Linked DNA regions of Mus musculus: region 1 is linked to region 2. A link is a contact called in public Hi-C data. All regions are on one chromosome and are shown on one strand. Each heading gives the region's core, a stretch centred on a gene start, on an enhancer-like site or on the middle of the called end of the contact. The rest is flanking DNA. Distances are from core to core; before and after follow the strand shown. Region 1 overlaps Sox5 (SRY (sex determining region Y)-box 5). Region 2 has its middle 68 kb from the start of 4930407I02Rik.

What was found. A called contact is a pair of places that touch in the nucleus more often than the background predicts.
Region 1: a contact with region 2 is called in a Hi-C map of cerebral cortex, with 4 times the contacts expected there. The contact joins two enhancer-like sites.

Annotation. Positions count from the first base shown.
Region 1 is chr6:144,164,731-144,167,604 of GRCm38.p6, forward strand. The region is part of intron 1 of Sox5 (SRY (sex determining region Y)-box 5); the gene reads right to left. Among named protein-coding and RNA genes, the nearest start is that of Sox5, 43 kb to the right of the region's middle. Within about 2 kb of position 1,576, at least 92 of the 459 cell types and tissues checked have an H3K27ac peak or open chromatin away from gene starts, as enhancers often do. A contact at or near this core is called in cerebral cortex, where this site is marked.
Region 2 is chr6:143,326,876-143,329,575 of GRCm38.p6, forward strand. No RefSeq gene overlaps it. Among named protein-coding and RNA genes, the nearest start is that of 4930407I02Rik, 68 kb to the left of the region's middle. Within about 2 kb of position 1,431, at least 43 of the 459 cell types and tissues checked have an H3K27ac peak or open chromatin away from gene starts, as enhancers often do. A contact at or near this core is called in cerebral cortex, where this site is marked.

The DNA of each region.
Region 1 (2,874 bases), core at 326-2,825, 840 kb after region 2:
GAAAGGAAAGGAAAGGAAAGGAAAGGAAAGGAAAGGAAAGGAAAGGAAAGGAAAGGAAAGGAAAGGAAAGGAAAGGAAAGAAAAGAAAAGAAAAGAAAAGAAAAGAAAAGAAAAGAAAAGAAAAGAAAAGAAAAGAAAAGAAAAGAAGATGCTAGCGGTAACATGATTCTATTCTGCAACGATAAGATTTTGAATAAGGATTCCTTCTTCCTGAATTCTTTTCTGTTTCATTAATAACACAAACCACAAACATTTTAATCCAAAATTAGAGCATTAGTAGCAAGTGAACACTCCAAAAGTCCTCTGAGTAACAAGATGCTACCCTGGCTGGTAGCTAACGCCTATCATCCCAGCATCCTCAGGCAGGAAGAGCAAGACTTCCAGGTCAGCCCCATCTTAATAGCGAGTCCAAGGCCAACCTGGGCCACTTGAAATCCTGACCCCAGAAACATTATTTCTTTATTGCAAGTAATATAACACATGTTCTATAAAGCTAATTTACTTAGTTGAATGGATCTGCCAGTTTAAATATCTTCAGGTTTTATTATATTTGTTTGAAATTAAATCGTGTTAAATGCCTAAAACAGAAACTCAGAAAGTAGAGAGATTATTAAATGTGACCAATCTGTACTAGATGTGATCTCTCCTTCTCTAAGATGGAGAAAATATCTAGGAATTCATTCTGTTGTCACAGCAAAGAAGAAAGATGAGTTTGGAAAAAAAAAGGTTGCATGATAAATACAAAGCCATTTTTATCCAGAAAGGGCCAATAAATGTTTCAATAGAAATCTATATTGTTTTCTTAAAAGCATCAATACTACTACTCATTAGCAAGCAAAAAACAAAAAAGAAAAAGAAAAGAACCTGGCAATGAACACCTTCTACCTGACAGGGCAACAAAATCTGCCTTCATTTGAATCATCAACCATTCTTAGAATTGTATTCCTCTCCCACAGTCAGTGACGCCAGTTTTGAACTCTTAACATCTGATTAAACAATCCTCTAACCCTGGGCTTACTAACCTTTAACTATCTTAAAGAGCACACAGATGCCTGGATGAAGACACAGTCCCTTTAAGTTGTCAGAAGAAAAAAAAAAAGACCAAATGTAGAAGCTGTAAAAAATGGAAAAAAAATTAGTGCCAGTCCATAACTGGTCGTTTGTTGTGAATTACTCAACTGATGTATTGTAACCCATCAGTCATTAATCACAGAAACAGCAGTTTAACCCTCAGCCATCTACAGGTTAAAAATGTCACAGTCCTTTTGTTGTGATTATTTATAAATTACTTAGAATAATGTGGCGTTCGGAGCTGGGATCTGGAAGTTTGATATTTATAGACACAGAGAGCAAACTTTTTAAGGAAATAAGATGCTTTTTTTCCCCATTTAAGTCTGGTCTTGCCTTTTTGACAGCTGTAAGTCCACAGGATGTGGAGGGATGATTTAAATTTTACATCAGAATTGTGACTGCGCTGGACTTTTCCCCCTTTCTCAAGGGAGGCATTGTTCTTGCCTTTCCATAACCAGGCGTGACAGCGCCAGACTGGAGTCATACGGTGGGCCTCTGAGTCAGCGTGGAGGAGCTCTGCTCCCGAGTCTCCCCAGATGCCCAGCTCCTTGTGTGTCTGAGAGCTGTGCAGACAACACAGCCACGCATCCGCATCCCCATGATCAGGGCAGAGAGAGCAGAAGTAAAAGTCTATAGAGAGCAGCAACTCTCTCCTCCAATGCAGGCTGCAGAAGGCTTTTATTAAAAATCCTTTTCAAAGGAGCCAGACCCAAACCAAACAAAAATCCCAAGCCTTGGTTTAATTTGAGCAGCATTTTTTTTTTCTAACCCTAAGATTCAGAAGCCGGACACACACGTCATTGTGTGTTCTGGGCTAGAGAAACTTAGAGGAATTTCAAAGTCAGAAGTCTCTTGGCTTTTTGTTTTTTCTTCAGACACATATAGTTGTCACATCTGTAAATTCCTGGCTGTTAGCAGTTGGGTAGGGAGGGACAGGGAAGGGCATGAGCTGGGCACCTATTCTCAAACACCCAGCTGAGACATCCATGAAAGCTGCCTGTAGAATCCTATAAACGAGGCTCTCTCTCCCTGCCATCCACACAGTTGCTAGTGAGCAGGGGACTTGTTCTCTGTCTATTGTTGTATCCCTGAATGAACTCGGCAGGGAAGCAGGGATATATTCTGGATCAGGTAAACCTGCTCCCTCGTGTGTGTACCAGAGCGAGGGCCTCCATCATGGACTGGGCGTCTCATTTTAGTCTAACAAAAGTCAGGTGCTGGTTGTTTTCGCTTACTACGTCGTTCTGAAATGTTTGCTTGAGAGTTTGTTCTAAAGAAAAATAGTAAGTAGAAGCAAACTTCTCCTGATTCGCGCTACGCTAACCTATAAAACTGAAAAGCCAAGGGTATATAGGTAGCGGGTAAACTATCATGACCTCAGGAACCAGCACTAACCTCTTCAAAGTGCATGCCATTTCCACAGTGTTTTCAGCAGGATGTGACCATGCCTACCTACGGTCAGATGCCATGTGCTAGTCATGTCTGCCTATGGCCCCATGCCGTGTGCTGGTCATGTCTATCTATGGTTCCATGTCATGTGCTGGTCATGTCTGTCTATGGCCCCATGCTGTGTGCTGGTCATGTCTATCTATGGTTCCATGTCATGTGCTGGTCATGTCTGTCTATGGCCCCATGCCGTGTGCTGGTCATGTCTATCTATGGTTCCATGTCATGTGCTGGTCATGTCTGTCTATGGCCCAATCCTATGTGGGGGTCATATCTGTCTATGGCCCCATGCCACACTCTGGTCATGTGTGCCTATGGCCCCATGCCATGTGCTGGGGACCTTTTTAATTGCTTCTT
Region 2 (2,700 bases), core at 181-2,680:
AACGCGAAGGCAAGCTTGTCAGGCTAAGGGTGCGAGGGTGTGGCCTGTGAACTAAGTCCGAGAGAGGTCCTCCAAGGTAAACTCTGGCGGATCCATCCCTAAGCAATGGTGCACTGTTGAGCTAACTGGTGGTGCTCTCCCCTCACAGGCTGAGGGCCAATGGAACGGCTCGGGAAGAACACGTAACTGAGAAGGGTGGGGCTGGGTGCTCAGACACCAGCAGAAGACTCGTAGTTGCAACGGACCCCAGTGCACTTCCATTTTCATTTTCCCCATGGGACGCCTCAATGGAGCCCCATCCTACGACTTGTTCAATTGTATTTCGGGACCAGGCTGTCAGGGAATTGCTGAATCAAGTCACTGGCCGAGAGAGAAGGCAGAGGGGAGATAGGAAAGCCATGCTGAGTCATAAGAGCAGCAGTTAGATAGGTAGAGGAGTGTGAAGGGCGCACAGTATAATACAATTTGCTGTGACCTCCATGGCAACTTGGGGCAACACAGGGATAAAGAAATGACAGATATACATCCAAAGAAACTGGTTTTGGGTGGGCTGTGCTCCGCGATGGACGGCGACTGCCACGCAACCTGGAAAGTCAGGGAGTTTACTCTCAGTCTCAGGCTGCAGACATCGGGAGGAGGAAGCTGTGGCTGTTCGCTTTTGCACACACGGGTCAATCATTAATAAACACGTATGTTTGGATAAAGGAAGTTTCCCAGTCCTCAGAGCCCCACCCAGGGAAGGCCTTGCTATTCCCATGGATCGGATGCTTTGGGGTCCTTGGCATGGCGGTGTCCATGCCAACAACACAATTCAGTCAGACTACTCTCCATGACAGTTAGTTTTCAAGACTCTTGAGAAAGATAGGATTTCCTTCCCTCCTCCTGACCTTGAGCGTGGAAAGATGGAAGAAACTGCTTTTTTCTTCTCTCTCTCTCTCTCTTTTTGAGTATGGACTTTTATCTCTTAGGGGATGGATGGAGATAAGATGCCTCGATGCTGGCTTTGGAAAGTTGCTATTCCTTCTAGGGGAAAGAACAGGCATAACGTAATATCCAGCGGGAGGTGACTTCCATTTTTAGTGGCCCATGCTGGGAAAGACCAGCTAAGGCCTGCAGGGGGCAGTCATGAGCAATATTGGTCCAGGGATTTGATGATAGGTGTGGGGCGCGAGGGAAGGGGCCACCTCCTTTCTTTCCTTATATTCCTGAAGGTCCAACAGGGCGGGAAGAAGGAAGGGTACTTGCCTGGTCGTTCTAGCTCTTTCACTTTTGCAGCACCGAGGCTGCTAGGACTGACAACCTGAAGGGCCAAAGGGGTTGTGAGGGCTTACAGTTTGAGATTGCTTCAGGCCGTCATGGCAGGGAGAGCTTGGCAGAGCAGCTCAGACTGTGGGTGTAGGAGCTTGTGGTGGAGGCTGTTCACATTACACAACACACCAGGAAGCAGGGAGAAAGGCCAGATTAGGGTCTGGGCTGAGACCTTTCAACGGCTCAACCCTGGGGACCTGCTTCTGTCAACTGGGCTCCACCTCGCAAAGGCTCCACAGGCTCTCGAAATAGCACACCAGCTGGAACAACTGTTCGGAGCATAAGCCTGTAGGAGACATTTCAGATTCAAACCATAACACCTCCCATACGCTCCTCCTTCAGCCCTGCCTAAACCCCTGCGGGGACAGAGCGCATCCACACACCGGCTTCTTCTCTGGCTTCTGCTTGTTCTGGTTTTTGTTTTGCTGCTGGGATGGCAGTAGCTGGGCAGGTGCTGTCTTGATCTTACTTAACGCACTGTTGTAGATTTGTGCTCAGGACTTTTATACCTACCCCTTCTCTTCCCTCTTGCCCCTGCATCCTTTATCTTCCTCCTGTTCGTTGTCAGGTTCACTCCTCTTCATTTAGACACACTTTAAAGAATGGGAGACTCGTGGCCGGTGAATTCCTTCTGCGTGAGGAGCTTGCGTTAGTCACCAACGTTGTGGTTATGCAGAAAGTATACATCAAACTCAGCATTTATTTTTGGCATTGTAATGTCTAACGAGATTTGCATAAAGGACCTATCAAAGGACAAAAGAGCTCTATCGATTGCTGGCCGCAACTGTCCTGAATGAGAGATGTACACACAATGTGACACAGGCAGGACATGAAGAGAAACCGAGTCTGTGTGCAGGTGTGTGAAGATAGGGGTTTACCAAGAAGTATGCTGGCTCACAGTTTAAATGGTTACCATTCATTTTAGCATTCAGCTCTGAAGGGCAGAGCTTGTGAAGAGCCGTTGATCGAAGGGATGGCTCTTATTCTTCCCTTTTCATAGAAATGGAAGAGAAACTCCTGTTTTCTCAAATGAGTAAGACCCACTGTATCCTCCTGCCTTTCTGTAAATGGCGAACCCGACTAAACACTGAGGATAGAAATGAGTACCCTGATGCGCCCCCTACAGGCTCCCACTAGTAATGCTATTACAAAGAAAATGGAATAGGTCATAGCCAAGGGATTTCCCCAGTAAAAACATAGAAAAAAATTATTTTAAACCAGATTATAAAGTTTGGTGGTGGTGATGCATGCTTTTAATCCCAACAGTTGGGAGGCAGAGGCAGTCAGATCTCTAAGAGTTTGAGGCCAGACTGGTCTACAGAGAAAGTTGCAGGTCAGCAAAGGCTACACAGAGAAGCGCTGTAAAAAAAAAAAAAAAGAAAGAAAGAAAGA